Regions from separate parts of the Mus musculus genome. Here regions 2 and 3 are each linked to region 1. The links are chromatin contacts, called in public HiChIP or PLAC-seq and promoter capture Hi-C maps. All regions are on one chromosome and are shown on one strand. Each heading gives the region's core, a stretch centred on a gene start, on an enhancer-like site or on the middle of the called end of the contact. The rest is flanking DNA. Distances are from core to core; before and after follow the strand shown. Region 1 holds the start of Inhbe (inhibin beta-E). Region 2 overlaps R3hdm2 (R3H domain containing 2). Region 3 holds the start of R3hdm2 (R3H domain containing 2).

Region 1 (3,615 bases), core at 736-3,235:
TCAGAGGTAGAGGGTCACTCTCATTTAAGATCATGCATCTCAGGGCTGGCTACGTAGCCCAGCGGTAGGGTAATAGCCTAGCATGCACAAAGCCCTGGGTTCAATCCTGAGCACCGAATAAAAGCCAGGTATGCTGAGGGTGGTACATGCCTTTAATCCCAGCACTCAAGAATAGACGTTGAAGGTTACCCTTAACAACACAGGGAATTGAAGGTCACCCTTGACTACACAGGGAATTCAAAGTCAGCCTGGGCTACATACAGGAGAGTCTGTCTCAGACCACAACAAAATAAAGTAATTCACCATAGTCTTCACGACAAAGGAAACTGAGGCATGAGAATCACTTATACTAGAAGTTCTAGCCAGCCTGGACATCGTAGAAACACCTCATCTCAAAAGACAAAAACCAAAGCAAATTAAAAAATTAAAAAATAACAACCCACACCCCCACACCCCAAATAAGCTGGGTGCTGATGGCATACATCTTTAATGCCAACATTCAGGAGGCAGAGGCAGGTGGAGCTCTGTGAGTCCAAGGCCAGCCTGGTCTACAGAGCAAGTTCCAGGACAGCCAGGGCTACACAAAGAGAGCCTATAATGGGGTTGGGGGAGGTCAGATGTTGGGAGATAACTCAGTAGATAAAGCTATTGCTTTACAAGCGCATGGACCTGCATTAGAGTCTCCAGAGCCCAGGTAGAAATGCAATCCCAGCGTTGCAGACACTGGGACTCACTGGCCAGCCAGTGTAGTCTAATTAGTGAGTTCCAGACCAGCAAGGATGTCCTGTCTCAAAGGAGGTAGGTGGATGACGTCCCTAGGGATGGCACACAGGGCTGTGCTCCAGCTTACACATGCACACACACGAGCACACACACGTGCACACAAGCACACACATGCACACACACGAGCACGCGCGTACACACACACACACATGCGCACACATTAAAAAACAAAGTCGGGGGCTGGAGAGATGGCTCAGTGGCTAAGAGCACTGGCTGCTCTTTCAGGGGACTTGAGTTCAATTCCCAGCAACCACGTTGTGGCTCACAACCATCTGTAATGGCATCCAATGCCCTCTTCTGGTGTATCTGATTGAAGACAGTGACAGTGTACTCACATATATAAAATAAATAAATCTTTCAAACAAACAAGCAAAAATAAAACAAAGCCTGGATGACCAAGACCTGAGGCGGCTTTTCCGGCTTTGTCCCCTAGGTCCCTTAAATTTCCATTTTCCAACTACATTACCAGAAGCCTGGCACCACTCCTGGGCTGCCTCAGATTTGGCCAACTCCTACAGTACCCTAAAGGCAGTAGTTACCAGGCACAGGTGCTTCAAAGGCGCTCGCCCTTCTGCCAGCTCTGCCGGACTCTGCTCTGCTGTAAGATTGCATCACCACGAGCCCACCTGGCCGGGTTTCCCCAGACATCACAGAAGATGTCCTCATCCCTGCTCTGGCCCTCCCCCAGGTGGACTCTGGGCAGCCAGCACAGGCAGGGTCAAAAGGTAATTTCTATGTCCCGTGGCACTGCCACCTAGGCCTGATCAAGAGGACTCCATTTTTTTTTTAAACCACCCTTTCTAAAACCTAACTCGGCTTGAACGCTAGAATTATTGTTCTGACATGGAAACCCCGAGAACTAACCCACTGAAACAGCCTCATAAAACGGTTTCCGTTTTCAAGCTCGGAAGTCAGTCAGGGCATACTGAGGAGCCACCGCCCATCCCCACCTGGCTCCTATGGACTCCCTCACCTGAATCCCAGACCTTGGGAACTGACCGTGTGAAATCATCCTCTTTCTTGCATCATGCATGTCCACGTTGCACCTCCATACCCCTACCTCAAGCCACCACACCCAGATGGTGAAACTCGAGTCCCGGGGGAGCCCTCCACCCCCTGCAGGGGCCTGATGGGCAGCGCAGCTGGCCAATCCTAAGGTTCAGAGGGTAGGTCTGCTGGTTGACCGCTAGGTGAGGGATCCCAAGCAACTGGCTCTAAAGAGGCCCTGCCAGTAGTTAGTCATGAACTGTGAGGGTCACACATAGCTACCCCACCAGGCGATCTACTCTCAGTCTTCCTGAGTCCTAGGCTATTGAGGACAAGTAGCTTGGTCTGCTCTTTGTCAAGGGTAGCTGTGACACTGGTTTGCTGTTGCTGCTGCTGCTGCTGCTGCTGCTGCTGCTGCTGCTGCTGCTGCTGCTGCTTCTGTATCCTCTTTGGGAAATCAGACTCATAAAACTGCCACCCATTCGAGGTTCTCAAAGCAGAGCCATCTACCTGGAGCATGAAGCTTCCAAAAGCCCAGCTCTGGCTAATACTGCTGTGGGCATTGGTGTGGGTGCAGAGTACAAGATCTGCGTGCCCGTCCTGTGGGGGCCCAACACTGGCACCCCAAGGAGAACGCGCTCTGGTCCTGGAGCTAGCCAAGCAGCAAATCCTGGAGGGACTGCACCTAACCAGCCGTCCCAGAATAACTCGGCCTCTGCCCCAGGCAGCACTGACCAGAGCCCTCCGGAGACTGCAGCCCAAGAGCATGGTCCCTGGCAACCGAGAGAAAGTCATCAGCTTTGCTACCATCATAGGTGGGTGAGGGGAGAGAGACCGGGGACAGGAGACACAAGGAGAGGCCTGCAGGGGAGGCAGGAGGCGTGGGGTGTGGCAAGAGAAAGAGCTGGGGACACAGGCCGTCCAGGCCCTTTGCAGAGGTCTGTATGAGAGATGAGGGATGGTTGGGTAGGGTGGCCGAGTGTCAGAGAGAAGCTTTGTTCATGTTTTAATTTGCTTTTTTGTTTGTTTGTTTTTGTTTTTGTCTGAGCAGACAAATCCACTTCAACCTACCGCTCCATGCTCACCTTCCAGCTGTCCCCTCTTTGGTCCCACCACCTGTACCATGCCCGCCTCTGGCTGCATGTGCCTCCCTCTTTTCCGGGCACTCTGTACCTGAGGATCTTCCGTTGCGGCACCACTAGGTGCCGAGGATTCCGCACCTTCCTAGCTGAGCACCAAACCACTTCCTCTGGCTGGCACGCCCTGACTCTGCCCTCTAGCGGCTTGCGGAGTGAGGACTCTGGCGTCGTGAAACTCCAACTGGAATTTAGACCCCTGGACCTTAACAGCACCGCTGCGGGACTGCCACGGCTGCTCTTGGACACAGCGGGACAGCAACGTCCCTTCTTGGAACTTAAGATCCGAGCTAATGAACCTGGAGCAGGTCGGGCCAGGAGGAGGACTCCCACCTGTGAGCCTGAGACCCCCTTATGTTGTAGGCGAGACCACTATGTAGACTTCCAGGAGCTGGGGTGGCGGGATTGGATCCTGCAGCCGGAGGGATACCAGCTGAATTACTGCAGTGGGCAGTGCCCGCCCCACCTGGCTGGCAGTCCTGGCATTGCTGCCTCCTTCCATTCTGCCGTCTTTAGCCTCCTCAAAGCCAACAACCCTTGGCCTGCGGGTTCTTCCTGCTGTGTCCCCACTGCACGAAGGCCTCTCTCTCTCCTCTACCTTGACCATAATGGCAATGTGGTCAAGACCGATGTGCCAGACATGGTAGTAGAGGCCTGTGGCTGCAGCTAGCAACAGGGCCTGAAGGTTCTGGGTGAAGTTCAAGGTTCA
Region 2 (3,615 bases), core at 538-3,037, 56 kb before region 1:
GCACCAAGGATCTACCTCAGGTAGTCAGGCTTTATAGCAAGCACATCTACTCACTGCACTGCCTCAGCCGGCTCAGAACTTAAATCATTAGGATGACGCCTACCCAACACCATCACATACCAGTTCTAGGATTTCAAGTAACTCCTCATGCCTCATTGTACTGAGCTATAAAGCAGCATGCCAAAAATCTCCTTCATAGCATGTTAATGAGATTAAATAATTTCCAAAGTGTTTGCAGGATGCCTGGTTCACATCGAATCTATGATAAAGCAATGCTATCCTATGCTCTGCAATCACTCTGCTCCTCTCTTACAGGCAGAAAGGTGACACCAAAGTAGGGCCAATTTTAAGAAACTAAAACCAAACACAGCTGTCCATGAATCCCATTTTAGGACTTCCTTCACGGACTCCATGGAAGTCTAATAGCAGCAACAGCAGCAGCAGCTGCCGCCTCATCCTCACCACTGTCATCATCATTGTTATCATCATCATCATCCAATTCTTCCTATTCAAAGCCATGTTCTAACCCTAATTCCACTTCTGGGAATATATTTAAAATAACTTAAAACAGGATATGACAGGTATTTGTATATCCATTTGCAAGCACTATTATTCATGATACCTAAAAAGTGGAAGCAATCCAAAGTGTCCATCAAGGAGAAATGAATAAGCAAAAGGTAGCACATAGCTGCAGTGGAATACCACGGAGCCTTAACAAAGAAATTCTGTCAGCAGCAATATGCTTAAGGTGAACCTTAAGAACATCACGTGAGGCACAATAAGAAAAACAAAACCAAGCATGCACACTTACAACTCCGGCACTTGGGAAGTAAGAGCAGGAGGCCCAAGAGTGCAAAACGCTGGGCTCGAGTGGATGTGAAGCCAAACCAGGCTTCATGGGATTCTGCCTCAAAACACACAAATAAAACAACTATATCCACTGCTATTAGGTCTTGCCAAGATAAGTATTACTAAATCATTAGCTACAAAAGTGCAAGGCTGCAGTGACTAGCTGATGTTCTAGTGTCAGCATATAGGCACATGCATGTAATACACACAGTGTAAATGTAGTTAGGTGTGTCATGAATAGAGAAGCGATACGGAATGACTATCTGATGTTCTAATGTATAAGCAGCAGCAACGATTCCCAAGATAACAACTAGCCAGACTGTACTGAAGCTCTGGTTTGGTGCTTTTGTTGGTGGCGGTGGCTTTTGTTTTGTTTTGGTGTATGCCACAGTGCATACACAGAGGACGTTAGTGGATACATATATGCTGCAGGCCAGCTAGGGTTACATAATGAGATCCCATCTCAAACAAACAAACAGAGACACAAAATCTAAGAAGCTCCAATGTACCAGAAATAGATATAAATGTCTAAAATGCTTCAAGGTGTACAATTACTGAAGTCTACTAGCACTCCCTCAAATCAAACATGAAAGCTACGTTCAGGAGTGAGAGTTAAGATAGAAGGCAACTTGAACACCAACAGAAATAAACTTGAGGTCTATTTCCCTGGTAAGAAGAGAAGAGGTCTCCAACTCGGCAGGAGAAGGAAATGACCTCCTCAGTCACAGCTCCAGGGCGGAGCTTTCTCAGCCTGGTTTCTTCACTGGGAACTGACTGGAAGCTCAGAATGGTGACAATGACAGAAGACACATAAAGCTCTTTTCATTAGATTCAAAGGTCGTTTTAAAAGAAGTCCAGTTTTAGGGCTCAGCTGGTAAGGGCACTTTTCACCAGCCTTGTAGCCAAGGTCAGTATCTGGCCCACGTGGCAGGAGAGAGCTGACGACTTCAGCAAGTTGCCCAATCTCCACAGGCACCTGGCACATGTGTTCCTCTTCCCACACAAATACAACTTAAAAACTCTCAGTGAAGTTTCAAATAGCTACCCTAAGCCTTATTACTTTAGCAAATGTCCTTAAAAACAGGGTTAGTAGGATACAATTGGTGACCCAGGTCTTGTGCTGCTTGTAAACATTAAGTAACTAAAGTGACAGCCAACATTTTCTTGTGAAGCAAGTCATTTAACCATGCAGTGCCTCAGTTTCCTTTTCCTGTAAAACAAACAGTAACCATCATGTGGGGTGTAAAAATAGGTATAATGCTTCAGTGTTAGAAACACTTAAATAAGTGCTGACTGCTGCTTTTGTTATTTAGAAAATTTGCACGCTATTTGTCATTAAGGAAATTTGCAAAAGTAGGAGATAATGCCTTGCTTCACAAGGATTTCTGTTGTTGCTGTCTTGTAGGTCACTTACCCCTATAATTTGCTTTCAGGTTATTATGTAATGGTAATAAAACCATTATTATTAATAAGCTTTGTCTTCTTTTTGTGGTACTAAGGACCAAGCCCAAAGCTTCAACACATGCTAACTGTCATTGTTACATGAATTAATGTTTACAAAATTCTAAGTTTGTGAGCTGAGAATATGGTTCAGTAATTAGACATATTTGCTGTGCAAGCAAGAAAACCTGACTTGGAATACCTACCATCCATGAAAGTTAGATATAGTCATGTGTGCCTCTAACTCCATCTAGCATTGTGACAGACAGACAAATAGATTCTGGGAGCACTGCTGGCCAGCCCAGCCAAAATATGGGGTTTTGGGTTCAATGAGAGATGTCTTAAATAAATAAATAAATAAATAAATAAATAAATAAATAAATAAAGTGGAGAGCAACAGAAAAAGACACCCAGCATTCTCCTCTAGCCTCAGTATGAAGGTTCATGAGCACATACACACCTGCAAATTCTGTGCATGCAACACACGCGCGTGCAACACACACACACACACACACACACACACAGCACATGGTTCCAGAAAGAAAAACTAAAAGAACTCTGGAGATCTGGAGAGTTTACCAATGTCAATTCCCTGGTTTTAATATTGAACTATAGTTATGCAATGGTACACTGGGAGAAACTAAAGGTTCATGGGATACTGTTTTTTTTTTCCAACTTCCTATAAATACATACTTATTTCACAAGAAAAAATACAGGATAATGAGGTGTTGGGGGAAGAACCTAGGGCACACATAGAGCCCTAGGTTCCATTCCTAGCATTGCAGCCAGTGCTACAGAGAGATCCTGTCTCAAAAATACATAAATACATACATACTTACTACCTGCCAGACACACAAAAGCACAGAAAATTCAGTAGCACAAGACCTGTACAGGCTAAATAAATATCAAATCAGATCTATACAAAAGAATCAAGAATATCAGAAATGATACTTACGTTAGCAAATACAAAACCTTTCTTTGGTTCAGTACTTAAATATGTTTAAAAGGCAATCAACTACTTATGGGAAATTAGTTAAATCCTATTATACAATTGGTATGTACAAATGTCTGATCAGAACAGGACAATAGCTAGGAGAGAATAGGATACTGCTGTAAGGTTTTCTTTTATATTACTGTACCTGTATTAGTCACTTCACATCACTGTGATCAAATTATCTGACATAAATGATATAACTGGGTGTTTGTTTTGTTGTTTTTGAAACAGAACTTCAGGTAGCCAAGACTGACTTCAAATTCTCCAAGTTCTCAAGGATGATGTTGAATGTCTCTACTTCCCAAGAGCTAGCACCAGTCATACCTGTTTAT
Region 3 (3,615 bases), core at 572-3,071, 38 kb before region 1:
GAGAGAGAGAGAGTGAGTAGAGGGGAGCTGGAGAGGTGGTTCACCCACTAAGGACGCTTGTTGTTCTTGCAGAGGATGCAAGTCTGTTGTTTAGCATCCACATCAGGTGCCTCACAACAGCACGCACTCCAGCTCCAGAGAATCTACCACCCTCTGCCGGCCAACCCAAGTTCCTACACGTGTTTGTACACATACACAAGCACTGGTAAATACAATTCCTAAAAAAGACAGACAGACAGAAAGGGAGGGAAGGAGGATAGGACATCGAACACTCAATGTTGACCTCCGGCTTCCAGACATGTGAGCACAGGCACATGCACTCTTATGCATATATGTATACACAAAGTTACAGACATTATCAATATATAAGAAGAATGTTACATTTGATGAATCAATATTTAAAATTTTTTTCTTAGTTTTAATCCATAATAGGGTTCAATATTGATAAATATAATACACATAAGCAAAAGTTTCCTTTTTTTTTTTTTGTTTTTGTTTTGTTTTGTTTTGTTTTTTTTTCGGTTTTTCGAGACAGGGTTTCTCTGTGTAGCCCTGGCTGTCCTGGAGCTCACTCTGTAGACCAGGCTGGCCTCAAACTCAGAAATCCGCCTGCCTCTGCCTCCCGAGACAGGTGTGCACCACCACACCCAGCTCAAGCAAAAGTTTCTTACTGTCCATAATAGGTTTTGTTTTCTAGTTGGACTTCAGTTTCTTTCCTCCAAAATTGTTATTCTTTTCATGTATACACATGGTTTGCCACATGTGTGTCTGTGCACCCTGTCCATGCACTACTGCCTTCAGGGGCAAGAAGGAGTCAGACCCACTGGAACTGGAGTTATAGACCTTTGTGAGCAGCCTGGGTCTTAAGGAATAGACAGTGATCTTAATTGCTGTGATATTCATTCAAACCCTATAACTTTTTTAAAAATAACTTATTTATTTTTAATTTACATGCATATATGTCTGTCTGTGTGAAGATGTAGGATTCCCTGGAACTGTTACAGACATTTGTGAACTGCAGTGTGGGTACTGGGAATTGAACCTGGGTCCTCTGGAAGAGCAACTAGCTCTTGAACCATTGAACCATCTCTCCATTCCCATAACAACTTTTAAAAGAGCAAAAAGTAGCCTTATTTTATTTTTTTTACTTTTACCATGTTATTGAACATTCTATTTACATTAATTTTTCTCCTCAATCTATGATGAAGTTTTATACTTTCAAACATCCCCAGAATGTCTTACTATGCAATAATAGCATTACTTTCCCTGCTACCAAATGATGCACTAAAGATATTTACTATAGAATAGTTTTCTATTTTAAATTCTACTTAATCTAAATTATGTACTCAAAGTACCCCTCCTCGGCTGGAAAGATGGCTCAGTGGCTAAGAGCACTGACTGCTTGTCTGAAGGTCCTGAGTTCAAATCCCAGCAACCACATGGTGGCTCACAACCATCCATAATGAGATCTGATGCCCTCTTCTGGGTGTCTGAGTTCAGCTACAGTGTACTTACATATAATAAATATTAAAAAAAAAAAAAAACAAAAAGAAAAAAAAAACAAAGTACCCCTCCTTAAGTCTACCTTTCCTTATGTTGATGGTCCGTACAGGTACACAGGTTATTTGCTGCTCAAACTGTATGAACTCCGAAAACAATCCAAGCATCACAAGCGTTACCTGTAAGCCCCAGTGTGATGCTTACCTGATTTCTAGCACAGATATGGTGCTGGCTCCTCCATCCAGGCGGGATCTTAGGAACTGTATCAGGTTTACTGCTGAGAGACACTGAGGAAGGACAGGGTCGCCTCTTGCAATGCACCTGAGAAAGAAAAAGAATCCTTCACTACATCAAATCCAGGCTCTAATCCACTTTCAGCAACATGGCAGTGAACTAAAATTCTTAGAACAGTTCTGACTTTTTACTGGTCTCTGTGGTTTTTTTTTTTTTTTTTTTTTTTTTTTTTGGGTTTTTGGTTTTTTGAGACAGGGTTTCTCTGTGTAGCCCTGGCTGTCCTGGAACTCACTTTGTAGACCAGGCTGGCCTTAAACTCAGAAATCCGCCTGCCTCTGCCCCCCCCCCCCCCCCCAGTGCTGGGATTAAAGGCGTGCACCACCACGCCCAGCTTTGGTCTCTGTGTTTTAATTAAATGGTGTGAGTGACGGTACAAAAATCATTTTGAAGCTACATATATTATTCCTAACTCTGAAAAGCTGAATACTGTCTATTAACTATAAAATCCCCAGGGATTTTAATTCTACAAAAGCCCTGTATGGTTCTAAATTTAACCAAGCAATAGAAACAGTTGGAAGATATGTAATTCCTTTTAATATCTGTGCTTTTATGTTGCCAGGCAGCTATTTCTTCAGTAATCTTAGTGCACCCAACCATATAAAAGGAAGAAATACATACAACTGACAGGTTAGTAACTGTGGTAACTGAGATATTTTCTGAGCCAGGTGTGGAACTGAGTAAACCAAAATCCCAGTGCTTGGGAAGCTGAGGCAGGAACATCAGGAGTTCAAGACCAGCACTGTCTAGATGGGATGCTGCAAAGATGGCTCAGGTGCTAAGAGAACCCACCACTCATCCAGAGGACCCAGATTTGATTCCTAGCCCTCACATGGCAGCTTACAACCATCTCTAGCTCTAGTTTCAGGGCATCTGATGCTCTCTAGTCTCCATAGGGACCAGGCACACAAGTGGTGCACAGACACACAAGTAGGTGAAATACCCAGACACATAAAATTAAAATAAAACCTAAAAGAAAATGCTATCTACAGTCAGATGGTGGTGGTGATGGTGCACGCCTTTAACCCCAACATTTAGGAGGCAGAGACAGGCAGATCTCGGAGTTTGAGGCCAGCCTGGTCTATACGGAGAGTTTCAGGACAGCCTCTGTCTCAAAAAACCAAGAGTAGGAACACGGTACTTTATGCCTACCTTATATGTCACCATATAAATAAGTACTGGTTATTTTCTGTTGCTGTGACAAAACACCATCCACAAAAGCCACTTATGGGAAAACACTACAAGGCCTCTTCCCTACACAGCTCATCCCCAAGAAGTCATCAGCACTACCTAGAACTCACTTCCTCTGATGAAGGAATTTAGTTGAGATACTATACTGCCTGAGTACATCTCAGAATATGCAGTTTTGAGATACACACACACACACACACACATACACACAAATGTGTGGGTTATCAAATGAAAACAGTAAGAATAGATAGGCAGCTAAGAATAAGAAGTAGGGGGTGGAGAGATGGCTTCCTGGTTAAAAGCACTGACTAACTACTGTTCCAGAGAATCCAGGTTCAATTCCCACATGGTGGGTCACAACTGTAACTCCAGTTCCAAAGGAACTGACACCCTTGCACAGACATACGTGCAGACAAAACACCAATGTACGTGAAATAAATAAATAGCCAGTGCTATAGAGCTACAGCATCTATAGTTAAAAAGAAAAGGAAGTAATCTCCCTGTGAAGGAACTACTCCCCACTAAAAGATCAGGACTCTTTCAGAAGTGATTAACTGCCGGCCCAGGGCAGGTGAAGTACAGAGGTAACAATGGGCAAACACGCTGTCTGTGCCTGTGGAGGTGCTGAGAGCC

Evidence for each region. Promoter capture Hi-C pulls out the DNA fragments that hold promoters and counts their contacts. HiChIP or PLAC-seq counts read pairs in DNA pulled down with a chosen protein or histone mark.
Region 2: a contact with region 1 is called in a promoter capture Hi-C map of liver. The contact joins the enhancer-like site here to the promoter of Inhbe in region 1. A contact is called at or near these places in 5 of 39 promoter capture datasets (the 3T3-L1 cell line, the HPC-7 cell line, liver and 1 more), 9 of 484 Hi-C or Micro-C datasets (bone marrow-derived macrophages, cortical neurons, lens fibers and 2 more), 6 of 115 datasets of contacts at active chromatin or transcription factors (the 230-238 cell line, bone marrow-derived macrophages, embryonic stem cells and 2 more) and 3 of 9 other capture datasets (adipose tissue, liver and pancreatic islet).
Region 3: an H3K27ac HiChIP or PLAC-seq map of embryonic stem cells shows a contact between it and region 1, with 9 read pairs. The contact joins the promoter of R3hdm2 here to the promoter of Inhbe in region 1. A contact is called at or near these places in 5 of 39 promoter capture datasets (3T3-L1-derived adipocytes, embryonic stem cells, macrophages and 2 more), 35 of 484 Hi-C or Micro-C datasets (CD4 T cells, the G1E-ER4 cell line, the HL-1 cell line and 16 more), 14 of 115 datasets of contacts at active chromatin or transcription factors (the 230-238 cell line, DN3 thymocytes, the HPC-7 cell line and 8 more) and 4 of 9 other capture datasets (adipose tissue, liver, macrophages and 1 more).

What each region holds. Positions count from the first base shown.
Region 1 is chr10:127,350,218-127,353,832 of GRCm38.p6, reverse strand. It overlaps Inhbe (inhibin beta-E), which reads left to right and starts at 1,985. Exons shown (of 2, transcript NM_008382.3): 1 at 1,985-2,585; 2 at 2,822-3,615. The coding sequence starts at 2,288. The coding sequence ends at 3,576.
Region 2 is chr10:127,405,728-127,409,342 of GRCm38.p6, reverse strand. All of the region lies in intron 2 of R3hdm2 (R3H domain containing 2), which reads right to left. Among named protein-coding and RNA genes, the nearest start is that of Gm23819, 3.1 kb to the right of the region's middle. Within about 2 kb of position 1,787, at least 6 of the 459 cell types and tissues checked have an H3K27ac peak or open chromatin away from gene starts, as enhancers often do. A contact at or near this core is called in hepatocytes and liver, where this site is marked.
Region 3 is chr10:127,388,517-127,392,131 of GRCm38.p6, reverse strand. It overlaps R3hdm2 (R3H domain containing 2), which reads right to left and starts at 1,821. Exons shown (of 26, transcript NM_001168292.1): 1 at 1,705-1,821.